Regions from separate parts of the Arachis hypogaea genome. Here region 2 is linked to region 1. A link is a contact called in public Hi-C data. All regions are on one chromosome and are shown on one strand. The core of a region is the stretch at or near the end of the contact, and the rest is flanking DNA. Distances in the headings are between cores, read along the strand shown. Region 1 overlaps LOC112737714 (transcription activator GLK1). Region 2 holds the start of LOC112737715 (phosphomevalonate kinase, peroxisomal).

Evidence for each region. Hi-C and Micro-C count contacts between places; a contact is called where the count stands out from the background.
Region 2: a Hi-C map of leaf shows a contact between it and region 1, with 2.6 times the contacts expected there. The contact joins the promoter of LOC112737715 here to the enhancer-like site in region 1. A contact is called at or near these places in 3 of 8 Hi-C or Micro-C datasets (leaf and an unstated tissue).

Annotation. Positions count from the first base shown.
Region 1 is chr13:23,385,662-23,393,021 of arahy.Tifrunner.gnm2.J5K5, reverse strand. LOC112737714 (transcription activator GLK1) reads left to right here. Exons shown (of 6, transcript XM_025787757.3): 2 at 417-557; 3 at 2,472-2,771; 4 at 3,434-3,490; 5 at 3,976-4,113; 6 at 5,207-5,711. The coding sequence ends at 5,356. It overlaps LOC140177890 (a long non-coding RNA gene), which reads left to right and starts at 6,253. Exons shown (of 2, transcript XR_011869467.1): 1 at 6,253-6,972; 2 at 7,074-7,360. Within about 2 kb of position 2,616, at least 1 of the 3 cell types and tissues checked has open chromatin away from gene starts, as enhancers often do.
Region 2 is chr13:23,475,878-23,483,237 of arahy.Tifrunner.gnm2.J5K5, reverse strand. LOC112737715 (phosphomevalonate kinase, peroxisomal) reads left to right here and starts at 3,598. Exons shown (of 9, transcript XM_072211485.1): 1 at 3,598-4,146; 2 at 4,252-4,303; 3 at 5,151-5,251; 4 at 5,903-6,046; 5 at 6,565-6,665. The coding sequence starts at 6,654. LOC112737716 reads right to left here and starts at 1,188. Exons shown (of 3, transcript XM_025787764.3): 1 at 800-1,188; 2 at 1-327. The coding sequence starts at 964.

The DNA.
Region 1 (7,360 bases), core at 1,367-3,866:
TACTTTACCAATATAATGAGAGTTGCTAATAAAAATTATTCTTAGTTTATTTTCTAAATTCTATTTTTTCACAATAATGATTTTTTATTTAATATTTATTAAATTTACTAGTAGTGTTTTTTTACTTCATTAATTAGGAAGTTTAAATTTTCATTGAAGTTTATATGCATGTTAATATGTCAAAGCAAGTTTATATATCCATAATGTTCTTCTGAGTCTATCTCTCTATCTCAATTATGTTATTCACAAAGTTGAAAAAAGCTCACGGGTTCTATAAGTTGCATAGAGAAAAGAAAGAGAAAGGAGTTTTATAAAAATAAATCATTGACCTAAAAATTTGATTTGAAAAAGTATTTGGTGGAGAAGGAATATTATTGTTGATGTTGTGTTATCTCTTGGGGTGTGTGAATGTATAGGTGGATTGGACCCCAGAGTTACATAGGAGATTTGTACAAGCAGTGGAACAACTTGGAGTGGATAAGGCAGTACCTTCTAGGATTTTGGAGATTATGGGAATTGATTGCCTCACTCGCCATAACATTGCAAGCCACCTTCAGGTAACTAATAATAATATTCTTTTTATTTCCTTCAATTTAATATCTATATAATCTTCCGTAAAAAAAATATTTTCGTAATTTAATGGTAGGATATTTTTTCTCTTTTTAGTTTTAGTATTCAAACTTTTAGATTTTTCAAAGGAAAATTTTTATCAATTTTTATGGAAAAAAATTGTATACATCACATTAATTTTTAACCACAAAATTAGTTTTATTTTTTTATTCTTATATTTTTTTAATTTATATTAGTCTGAAAAAAATTAAACACGTATTACTTCAGTAGTTAAAACTCTCTTTTTGAAAAGAAAAAAACATAATTGGTGTTAATAGAATTAAAAAGTTGGATTACTATTAATCATATATTGTTGATAATATTATGATGATATTGATGATAATTTAGACAAAATAGATTTAGAGAAGAATTATTTGTAATAATAATAAATTGTTAGTACTAAAAAAATTACTTTGTCATTTTTATATAAAATTTAATGGGTTAAATTTATTCACTTTGTTTTTATATGAATTCACTTTGTTTTTATATGAATTCACTTTCCTCGATATCTCTCTCCAATCTTTGATTTAGTAGATAATAATAGAATTTTGTTAAATTACTTTAAAAGATGACAAATGAATTTTGATGATAGAGTTTATACGTGAGTAAAGAAGATTTTTCAGTATCTAAGTATATATAAATCTTAATCTACAAAACAAGTTGCCTAATATATTTTTTTTATGTAAATGTATTTATTCTATGAAAATTAAATTATTTTTTGTAAATGTATAAAATAATTTATATAAACTAAAAAATAAAAAATATAAGATATATATATATATATAATTAACAAAAAAAGAAAAAAATTATATTTCACTCTTCATTTTAATCTTTATTCATATTAGTATATATATTATATCAAAGTTAGAATCTAGATGTTCTTTATGAAAATTCTTATGAAAATTTATATTTGAAAAGCTCATTTAATAAATTTAATTAAATTATTAAAATTGTAAATCTATACTATTATCAGCTATCAATTATCATTTTTGAAAAAAATACTCCGTTTGATTTTTAAAGTTATACTCGAACTTCAAATTAATCCTTGAAATTTATTTTAATTACTTTAATTTAGTTCCTAAACTTTTTAATTGACCTTGTGGCGAAAATTATTGTAAAAACTAATGTGATTAAAATTTGAAAAGTGTAGGGACTAAATTAAAACCATCCAAATTTTAAAGACTAAATCAAAATGTAATTTAAAGGATCAAATTGCACCGTACGTTTTTTTTTTTTGGTCAATGTACTCGTATTAAGTATACACTAGGTACATGTTTCTCTTACAAATGAGTTTAAAAGAATATTATGTCAAGTAAATTTTATTATTTTTTAATCTTTCATTCTAAATTATTTAAATGTACAGTTTAAAATATTAAATTAATTATTTATACTGTTTAAATATTTATTTTTAATTTAATATTAACTATTTAAATTATTTTAATATTAAATTTGATATAAAAGATATTTTATTAAATGAAAATCACTATTTACCTTTACAACTTAGTTTCAAATTTTTTTCATTGTGAAGCATGGCCACCCCATTGTCTATGCTAACTGCTAACTTCCACCAAAATATATATATTGGTAGGAAGTTACGTATAATTGTTTTTATTTAAACTTAATAATTAAAAATTGATACATTACAATTTAATTAAATCTATTGAATTAACTAACCGTTTTCGATTATAAACTAAGTAAAAACATCTATACATGAGTATTTGCCGTGTGTGTATATATATATATTATATACACACGTGCGAGCGCGCTGGTTGCTTCAATTTATGGATTATGTAACTTAATAATTTAAAAAAAAAAAGTGTAGGATTTTGTGATAAAGAACAATATGATTTGTTTTAATGCAGAAATATAGATCCCATAGGAAACATTTACTAGCGCGTGAAGCTGAAGCAGCAAATTGGAATCAAAGGAGACAAATGTATGGAGGGAAGAGAGATGTGAGTAGTCCATGGCTAGCACCTACCATGGGTTTCCCTCCAATCACTTCAGTGCACCATTTCAGACCATTACATGTATGGGGACATCCCTCCATGGACCAATCTTTCATACACACGTGGCCTAAAAATCCCACTCATTCACTCTCGCAGTCGCAGCCGTGGGTGCAACCTGTTGCTCTCCCGTTCTGGCATCCTCACCACCAACTAGTTAACGCTCTAAACTAACTCCTTTAAGCTTCCAACTCATAATTTGTTGATTGTTTTCATGGTTTAAATTGTGCTTGCATGTTGCGTAACAAGAATTATGTATATATAGTTGTGCTTTGATGTGAAAAGTTATGAAAACAATTTAGTAGAAAGCATATGCATGTGATTATTGAAATTATTGCAATGCACATGTGGAATGCATCTTCATTGTAGATGCAAACCAGAATTCAAAACCATGCATGATATTAGGTAGCTATTTTTGAAGATATTTTTACCTGAAAATTATATTATTAGAATGTTAACACGTATTGTTAAATAAATTAGTTAAATATATTAATTATTTAAAATTTTTCATTATTATTTTTATACAAAAATATTTTTATGTGAGTGATGATCAAATATTAATTTAATACGTTGTTTGATTAATTTAATAACCTTGTAGCTAGCTAGTACTTCTAAAGCTTAAACTTTCTTTAATAATTTAGTTCCAGTAAAAAATTATATAATAATTTGGAAATGTGTAGTTCTCGATCATTAATAATGTTTTGTTTGTTTTATACTAAAGTTAGAATGAAAATTTGAATCTCAAGAATAACTCATCATGTTGCTTTCTTAGTTTCTTTTTCTGAAAAAAAGTATATTCTTTTTTTTTTTTCATGCAGGCTCAAAACATGCTAACCCCAGGATCACCGTGTTTTCCACAGCCTCTGACAACAAGGGTAACTGTTCGTTTACCTTACTATTTTGGAACCACCCATGTTGTCTTCTCTCTTTGTCCTTTAGATTATTATTATTCCCCCTTACCAAAACAATAACATATATTTATATATATCGTATACAATTCTTGCCATAAAACTTATTACACTTCGGTATTGTCTCGTGACACAAGAGACATGTTTAATTTGAAATTAGCAAACAAAAAAATTGTAAATCTATAACATTTTAAAACTGTACATTATTTGAAATCTTGATCCATTGTTATCTATATTTTGAAAGCTTTTCAAATTTATTCTTATCATAAGAAATGGTCTTATTAATATTTTATTTTTATATTATTGAAATTTAACATTTAGAATTTAATTTTAGTATTTAAAATTAGTCAAATATTAATAAAAAATAATAAATTTTGATAATCTTTAAATATTTCTATTATTTTGTTAGTCTAACTAACTAACTAAAGAAGAAACAAAAAAAAAAAATGCAGAAATATGGATCAGGAGGTGTGGCAGGCACTATTATTCCAGTAACATCACCACATCCACATGTTATGTACAAAGCAGCAGATCCTCCCATTAACGGCCTCTCCAGCGCCAACCCAAACCCCATCATTGACTTCCATCCGGTAAACTTCATTTCATTACTCTGCCTTTTCTTCCTTCCAACACACGCAAACATTTTTCACACATGTCTAATAATGCAATAAAATTACACCAAATGCTACATATCTAAGTTTCCAATTAAATTAAACAATAAAACTTGAATAAATAGATAATTGAGAATAATAAAAATAATGTCTATTGATGTTAGATTAATTTAGTTAGACTTAATTGATAAAAAGATTTATACGAATAGTATTGAGTAAGAGATTCTAGCGCTTTTAACTAATATTACAGTACTTTTAATTTATTAGTCTAATAACATATTTTTAACCCTTATTTTTAAATATTACTAATTAATTACTGGACAAAAACAATAAATTTTACTTGTCTTCTAATATCATCCTATACTAAAATGTGTTTTGCAAATGGCATTGTGAAATAGTATTTCTATACTTCATTGTGAAATAGTATTAACGATAAAATTGACATGAAAATTTATGTGTTCAAATTAGTCAAACTTAATTATTACTCTATTCAGATATATATTAACCAAAATGTCACTCTCAATTGTCAAAATATATTAATTTATGAAGTAATATTTTTCTACTTCATGTGAGGATCCATAAATTGCTTTGTTTTACATCATTGCTTTAACAAATAACTAAACACGACAAACTATTAACAACATGAAAATATATATGGATTTAATTGCTTTATTTGCATTGTTATTATTAAAAGAGCACATCAATCATATATTATGTTATTAAAAGTAAATTAAAACATTTTATTAGGAAACCAATCTTATTTTAACCAACAATCACCAAAAACAGTAGGGAATATACAAATGTTAAAAGGAAAAAGATAAATATAAAAAACAAGATAGGCATTGACTGATTTTGTTAAAAAAAAAAGTTGGTTTCCAATTTTTATCAAAATAAAATTACTTTTCAGGCCTATTGAAATATTAAAAGGGAGACCAATTAAATTCATATATGGAAGAACAATGTACCTGATTTTATGAATAGTGGTGGATACTAGGAAATTACCTTAAATTCTTTTCTTTTTTTTTTGCATGTTTAATTTATAATTCATTTTTTTATTTTTATATATGGGCAGTCAAAGGAGAGCATAGATGCAGCTATTGGAGATGTTCTATCAAAGCCATGGCAGCCACTACCTCTTGGACTTAAAGCTCCAGCACTTGACAGTGTTCTAACTGAATTACAAAGACAGGGAATTTCAAATATTCCACCCTCTTGTGCTTGAGAATAAAAAGGTTCTTTATCCCTTTATTGCACTTTCATGTGGTGGCCACAACAAACCCTAATTTGACGACTTCTCTTATCATTCATTATATATATGTTGCATGCACCGCATCATATATATATAGTAATATTTTGCTTTTAAAAGCAAAAGGAAAAGAAGAATTAGAAAAGGGGAAAAAAAGAAGAAGATATCTTTCATTGCTTTTTAACTTTTTCCTCAGGTGCTGTAATCTTAAACGAGGTATTAGTTTGGAGACTCGATCATTAGCCATTTTGTGTATGTACCATTGTAATGGCAGTGATTTTTGTATTAATATGAGACTAATAATATAAATAAGTTGAGGAATCCCAAGAAAGCATGCACTTTAAGGATTTTTTTTCTCTCTCTCTCTCTTTTATTTTATTTCTGTTTTTTTTTTTTTTTTTCAAGTTACACCTATAACACATACACACACCTCTTTCCATTTCACATGGATTCTATATAACCATTTTTTAGTTACAGCTAAAATTTGAATTCGATGCACTTTCTAAAGAAGACATATAGGCTGCGGTTGTTTATAGAAAAATACTGAGATAAGAATATAGAGACACAAAATTGTATTAATAAATGAGATATGAATAAAAATATTATGTTCAAAAATACTAAATTAATATATTTTGTGTTCATTTTAACAGAAAAAATACAGAAATACTAATAAAAGAGATATAATTTATTATTTATTTTTTTTATTATTTACATCAATTTTTTATAATTATATTTTTTATTATCATATTTTTTTAATAAAAAAAATTAAATTAAACTTTTATCATTTATTTTAATTTATTATTAAATAAAATATAAAAATATTAATTTTTATATTTTTAGTTTTTATCTCTTATTTGTAATATCTTGTTTTATCTTATTCTTAAAATCAAACATAAAATAATATAGATGCCGCCATTAGACTAATCCTTGGAGGGCCTTAATTACTTCTTTTTTGAGAAGACACTTTAACGAATAAGGCCCAACTTTATTTTGAGAATTTTAGCTTGCATGCGGGAGTCTAAGAATATAACCATATGTAAAGTAGCACTTCATTCCTATTTATTTGCACCCAAAAGTGAGATTGTATTTCCCTATATGTATCTTTATAGTCTTTAGTCTTATTTACCTCCAATCCAATCCCAAATATAAATATTCTTTTTATTTGGAAAGAATAATATGCTGAATTATATTTGAAAAATACGGAATCGTCTATGGTGGGAAAATTTAATTCTGGTCCTGTAAGGACCCTTTGAGAATACGCTTAGGTTCTCCTGCAATTCGTACCTGACAGCTTTGTATAAGAGATTTTGTCAAAAAAAAATATAGATAGACAATAAAAATACTAAACAATATGAACAATTAATATATTAAATATTTATTTTACTAGATGTGCAAATAGTTATTCTAATATTAAGATTTAAGTGAATAATTTGGAGATGTAGTATATTTTAATTTGATTGGTGATTATTCATGTTGTTAAAAAAAATTATTGATTACCTAGTATAAGTGTATTTTTTTTGTTTGCACCAGGGTATCCATCAAGCCGAAAACCCAATGACTAATCCCTCGGGTACTGCAGAGGCACACAAAGTGTATAACCCTATTAAATAAAGTATTGATGACTTTTTTTTTTTTTTGGTAAGTAAGTATTGATGACTTGGCTCTTAGTTGCACATCACGTTGGCTGAAACAGGTGTTTTTGTTGGACTTCCACGAAGATATTGGGCTGGGCTGAATTTGGTTTTATATGAATGGCAAAGGCCAACATTAATGGGAGAGGAGCGGACAACTACGCGGCTACGCCGGACCATAGAGGAATTGAGAAACCAGAGTCACGGCTGGGTGTGGAGAGAAGCAGCACGAAGCCAAGCGCCGATCGGAAGAACTGGCGCCACCACGGATCATAAGAAAAGGTTGGGTTTCGGCCTCAAATTGTCCGGGAAGTCCGGTTGACACAGGAACCGTGACACAGTTGCCACT
Region 2 (7,360 bases), core at 2,349-4,848, 89 kb before region 1:
ATGGCTCACATGCACCCCTCCTCCTTCGCCAAAGGATCCAAACATATCATCTCCAAACATTCCACTAGAAAATCCTCTCGACCTCATGCCACTTCCTCTCCCACCGGAGCCACCAAACGGGCTTGAAAACCCAAAGAATTCTGCAAAAATGTCGTCTGCACTCCGGGGATTGAACCGAAATGATCCTCCTGGGAAATCTCCGGTCGAAAAGAAAGTAGTTCCAGCACCTGCACCAGGTCCACCGGCATCAGGAGGGGGTACCTGTCCCTTAAGCCCCTCCTCCCCATACTGGTCATAGATAGCTCTCTTCTGAGGATCACTAAGAACCTATGATATTCATAATGGGAACAAAGTAAGCATTACTATCATCAAACTGTTTATTGAATCCAACTCCTTTTCTACTACAATTTGGTAAAAGCTACAAAATTTGCTCTACCCTTTCAGATAGGACAAACCATCAGCTATTTAGCATCACATAGAATTACAAGAAAATCCAAAACATAATAAGCATCTTTCAGATTGCCCTGTTTTGATCCTGGTTTCTGGAAGAGGAAAAATAAATAAAGTTATAAGAGTATTAAGAAGATAAAACCACAATCCAGATAGATAAATCTTTCATATTCACCATTCAACCATCATCTCAGGATAAAAGAAAGAATATCAGCAGTATCAACTGTAAGGATCACATACAAAAAAGTAAGCATGATCCGGGTTCAAAGTTCTACTCAGTTCAGTTTTTCACTACAAATTCCGATTAAAAAAGGTTAAAAGTTTGCAATTGCCATAAGAAGAAAGATACCTCGTAGGCTTCAGAAATCTGCTTGAACTTAGCTTCAGCATCTTTTTTGTTGTTGGGGTTCTTATCAGGGTGCCACTTCATGGCAAGTTTCCTATAAGCCTTCTTCAAGTCTTCATCCTTTGCATTCTTATCAACCTGCAAGATCTTGTAATAATCCACACCCATCTCTCTCTTTCTCTTCACTTTTGCTGTTTTTTCTGTTGTGTCAGTTGATTGAACAAATGATATAATGGTATTGGCAAGGAAATAAGTGTGTATGAATGAACACTTTCGTTTTAACTGTTTATAGTTCGTAGGTGTCAGTGAAGTGTATCTCGATCTCCGTGGAAATTTCCAGAAACGCACGTACACTTCTAGCCTTATACGTATGCTTAATGCTTATGGAATCACTAATCAGTGACAAAAAATTTTAAAGGTGGAGTTAAAAATATATACATTAAAATAAAATTTGTTGAATATTATTAATTATATAGAGATATAAAAATTTAAAAAGTTAGTGAATATTTTTATTTTTAAAATATTATTTATTATATATAATTTATAAAAAATATATTTTTTATTTTAAAAATTTAAATTTAAAATATTTTTATTAAATTATAGAAAATTTGTTATCTAACTAATTTTTTATACATATTTAATAATAAAAATCTGAATTAATTAGCATATTAGCGATTAATGATACACTAGTATTTATAATTTGAAACTAAAATTATATATAAACACTAGAAAAATTAAATTTGTATAGTATGTTTATATAAAATAGTAGAAATATAATTTATAATTTTTTTAATTTCCTTTTAAAATAATCAAATTTGTTATATATTTTTAATTTAATTTTGATATAATATTAGATAAAAGATTTTATGCATGTTTAATTATGTATTGTAATATTGAAATATTTTTTATTATTATTTTTAAAAATAAAAAATATATTTTAAATTAGTAAATTAATCAATTCATTTTAAAATTTTATATGTAATATAGGTACATATAATAGAACAAAAGATATAAAACAAATAATAAGGATGAATAAATTGAAAATAAAATAAAATATATAAAGTCATGAAGAAAATAAAACATTAGATTAATACCTAAAAACTATAACTATTTGAATTAAAATTTGTAATTGAAAATTTTAAAAAGAGAAACAATGAAATTGGAAGATACATAAAGTCATAGAGAGCTATATAAAAAAACATAAAGAATTTAAAATTTATCTTTTGATAAAAAAAGATGATCACTAGATAAGGAATAAAAAAAGAAGGTTGAAAATATAAAGATAAGAAAAATATTAAAGAGAATAAAAAAGTGATGACACAAAAACTAAATTTAATTAGGTTAAATAATAGTCAAAATAATAGAAAAAAAAGTGAACTTAAAACTTTGACCATTGAATTTAATTTATTTGTAATAGAGTCATTTAAAATTTAAAATAGAAACACATTATATATAACTATTTTTTTTAAAAAAAATAAAAAACACAATGGAGTAAGTGCCCCTCATGCTTGTTACTCGATCCGTGCCTGTATAGAAGTAAGTGCCCCTCATGCTTGTTACTCAATCCGTGCCTGTATAGATTGCTATAGTGTCTAAGAGTATTTGTTTAACTTATTAAAAAAAGTTAAAAATTAATATTTAATTTTAAAAATATAAAAATAAAAAATTATTAAATATTTAAAATTTATAATAAAAAATAAGTTAAATAAAAAATTAGACATAAGTTATAGATTATTCTAAAATTTATTTTTTAATAAAAATATTGAAAACTAATTTTTTAAATAGTTGATATTATTAATTTTTAAAAATTTTTTATTTTGTAGAACTTAAAGTATAGGTTTATGTTGAGTTTAGAAAAATAAATAACAAATTAATGATGACAAATATATTAATTTGGGTTAATAACTTAAAACCTTAAGTGGGTTTAATATTGTTGATTTAGTGTTTAGGTTCAAATTATTTTTGCAGTCCAAACATATGAAACCAAATGCATTCAAGGCTACTGAATGAAAAATGATTTATACCAACTCAGCCCAAGCAAAAGTAAAACAACCCTTAGTTGAGTTAAGTCCCAACGTTTGTTCATTTCGGGTATTGGTCAGACATGAAAGAGCTCACTTTTTAATTCAAATATCAAAGTAGAAGAAAGAAAAAACTAATAAAAAAAGTTAATGTTAAATCAAGTGCATTAAAAGCAAATTCAGCAGAATTTAGAGAAGTTAAAGGTAATTAATTTTTTTTAATATGAAAGTCAATTACTTCATATTTTTTCCTTTTTATACACCATTATTTTGAAAAAAATTAATGAAAGTGGTGACAAAATTTTTTTGCTATAAATCAATGATTGATGTTGTTATTTGGAGCCAAAGCACAAATCTAAAAGTTTAAATTTGGGATCATCAGTAAGCAAGTAAGTTTGTGCTGCTCTTCCTTCTTCGATCAAGCCAATATTCAAATTTCAAATTCCTAATTTTATGGTTTGAATAAAAAAAGGTAAAAGAGACTTTTAGCTGGTTAAAAGACCAAGAAGTTGACCTTTGTAAAAGAAACCTTACACTACTAGAAAACTAGTTATTACAGACAGATATTTTTGATAAATTTTATCCCACAGAAATACAGAAAGAATTTTAGAAAGATTTTTTGTTAGAAAACCAAAAAAATGAATTAACATAAATTACAGACAAAAAAAAAAATTCGTCGATAATTCCATCAAAAAAATTAATTTTTTTTCCGTGAAAAATGGTTACAGACGGAAAATCCGTCTGTAATTTAAATTTTCCGTGGATAAATATTGAGATAACCCTAATCTTATTTCTATCCACTCGATCCATTTACACTCTACCCATATCAAACGAGCTTGTTCCTCTCTCCGTCACCGAGTTGCTTATTCTCTCCATCACACCAGCTTCGTCCGCCGCTGACGTCACAGATCTCTCTCCGTCGTACCTTGCGTCGCACGGGCTCCCTCCGCCGCCGCATCCAACCCTAACCCCAGAGCTTCGTCGCGCCTCCAACCCTAATTCCAGAACTTTGTCGCGCTTCCAACCCCTGCTTCGCCGCTCCCTCCATCGACGCTCCCTCCGTCTCAAAGCCTCTGTCGTGCTCACTCTCTCGTAAGCCTTCAAACGTCGCTCCTTCCTCCATGGCTGAAACCCGTAACGCTATGTTTTTCCTCCTGCGTCGCCGGTCTCTGTCTCCTCCTGCGTGTGGCTGTGCTGAAGCTCCATGGGAAGGATATATAATGGATTCCATGGGTGAAGCTTAACCACAGCTACAGAAGTACCGCGAGACTCGACTGAAGCAGTACAAGAACTACGAGAACCTCTCGTTCTCGTGAGGATCTCGACAAGGTGAACATCTCAGCTTCTTCACGCTTTCACTTCTGATTCAGATGAAATTATGAATACTAATTCTAATTCGTTTTTAAACTCCCTGTTTATTTATTTATTTGGCAGGAGTGTTTGGAAGTGCAGAAGGAGAAGGCCTTCTGTATTGGCACCACTTGGGGTAATGATCACCACATGTTTGATACAATGACTGTGATGTCTTTTACCTTCATTTTTATCCCTTTGTTCTACGATACATTACATTACAATAATGTGTTTTGTTTTATCCCTTTAGTTTTTCTATAAATTACTTATCTTCATATTCAGTGATGTGCAAATTCTCCTTACATGAAAAGGGTACTTTGTACTGTTCAATTTGTGTGTTTGTTCTATAGCTTGAAAGCTTATGGTTACTTCTTAATGACGGTGTTTCTGTTTATTTGGTTGTTTGACTTGTATTAATTTCAGATTAGTTTTCCTTTTGCTGATATATATGTCTGCCACTAACCTCTCTTTTTAATTTAGATATACAACTGCAGTTGTCCTGAGGTAAGTAGAAAGTATCAGTTTTCGGCATATTTAGAAAGGTTTTGTTATTGGAGGAACTCAAGTGAAGTTTGGAAGTTTAGAAGATCAGGGGTATAATTATGCTCAATCTACCTGTTACATAGAGCTCGTGAACTGTGTGAAGAATATTTTCATTCTTTTTCATTTAGTTTAGAAATGCAACTCATGATTAAGTTTTATTAGTTGCTTCAAGTTTCATGTTTTAGGCCTCTTATATATATGCTTCTGATGATGGTTTTGCAATTAAAATTTTATGGATTGGTACAATCTTCAGATTCACTTCGATGTATCAACTGTTATACATGCTTTAAGTTCACTTTAGCCCTTTATGGGGAAAAGTGTAGCAGCATATTTTTGCTTGTCATTTGCTGTTTTTTATTATATTTTTTGGTGTTGGAAAATCTTGTAAGATATGTGGCTTGTTTCATAACCATGACGAATATTCTTGCCCAATGATGAAGCTGAAGCATGGAGGGTTTGCGGCAAATATGGTGTCAACAGCACAGCTCTCTTTCTCAACTTCTTTTCCTCCGAGCAATTTCTTCCAAGATTTTTGTCAAAGGTACATAGCTACACACAGCCTTTTTGTTTTCCTGGGACTCTCCCTCTCTTGTGTAATATCATTATTACTATTTGCAAACTGGAGTACCAAAAATTTAGTTCGATTTTTTCAATAGTCTGCTAATTTGAGCTGTTTTCTTGATTTATCTTAAAGTTCTATTCAAGCAATTGCTTTTACTATGGAGATTTGAATAACTGCAGAGCACGGCTGCTATTGGTTTTCTTAAGAATAACAAATTTAGTATTAATTAATAAATTACTACTTAAGAATAATGATCTAAATACATATATATTTAAATTAAATTATCCATATAAAGTAAATTAAAAGTAGAGAATTTTGTTTTCTTGTTTTGTGAAAAAATAATTTCTCTGAGAATCAATAGATGAGGGCTTACATGACCTTACCATTACATAGGGTACACGCATTAAATAAGGTGACCCATCTTAGGACACCTTTTCAGAATTTCACCCTTCTATACTGCCACATGCACATATATCCTCCTCTCTCTCTCTCTCTACTATTCTAGGGTGAGTACCATTCATTTACCATACTATTCATTTATCATCATAATAAGGTTAGTGGGAGTGGCAATAATAGAAGAAGGTAGTAGTGAGAATATATATATATATATTGGTTTGTTGTTGTGTGCAGCAGTCTCTTTCAATTGAATTGTGCCCCTTCCTTAGAAGATGGGAATGAATGGATCCTCATGTTGGCACAAATATAGACAAACCACCTTCATCAGCATCTTCATTCTCTTTGCAGCTTCTTCTACTTCCTTATTCATGGCTCAAGGTTAGTAATAACTTATTAGCTTAATTAGCTTCTAAGTTAGTTAATTAATATAATATGTGCATGCAGGAAGAGCAATGTCCAATGTAATTGAAGTTTCCCAGGTACAAATTAAAATAATCAAACTTATTAGCTAATTAATGTTTTAATAATTAATGGCATCATGTTAATTAAGTGTTAATATAAGAATGTTGTTGTGAAGAATAAGGTAAGAGTGATAGGGTCAAGGCCACCAAGGTGTGAAAGTAGATGCAGCAATTGTAAAAGAAGAAAATAAATGTTCGTATTATTTGGCTCTATGTAGTATGGATTGTGTTGCACTGTTGCTAGGCTGCTAGCCATGCTTTATAGTCGTTTAAAAGTGGAAGAATATATTCTAAAAAGTGGAAATCCTTATTAGCGTATGTGATTTATTTATTTATTACTGTTGTAGAAGTGTTTGATTTGCCTTTGCCCCGAAATTTAAATTCTCTTGTTTTGTTGTTGCCCGTGAGATGAACTGAATGAAAATCTTGGTGCAGGTTTAACATTTTCTACCACGAAAGAGAAATTAGCTGAAGCCTTTTTAGAAATTAGCTGAAGTCGTGGAATAACTAAGAAAACAGGGTTAATGTATTTGATGGTAGGTTGGTGGATTAACCACTGGAGAAGGGGAAAAAAGATGGAGTGTAGGGTATTAGTTACTTATATACCTCGTGATATTGTTGTTTGGTGAATATATTCCTTCACATAGTGATATAGCTTATTAGCTTCTGATTGTGATCTTAGATACCAAAGTAGTCATTCATCTCTCCTCTGAAGTTTTCATGCTTCTTTCCTTTTGTTTTTCTGGAATCTTGTTTGAATCTCCAGTGGAAAGCATAGCCTTGCAGTAACTGCACGTCTTTGTTAGTTCCTTGTGAGTTTTGCTGCCTTAATAGTTGATGTAGAATTGCCATTGCATAATGTTAATGGTCGGGTTTTTTGAGGGTATCATAAAACTTGACACATTTATAGGGTATTGATTTTGTATAGTATTTTGATTTTTTGTTATTGAATTTGGGGTTAATGTGTCTTGTGTTTTAGGCAAAAAATGCTTTAATTATGTTGATTTCTGTTGCACACTTTTGTGTATATATATGCATTTCAACTGGTCATGCTGGTATTGTGAATATTTATCGTCTAAATATATAACTGGTATGAATGACTCTCCTGATTTGTTTGGCCTAAATATACTCAATTACAAGAACATTAGTTTTCCTTGATGTACAACAAAACTTGAGCTTTCTAATTCTTGCTATTAGCCCCATCATTTTAGTTTGCCATTCCAGTTGCTAA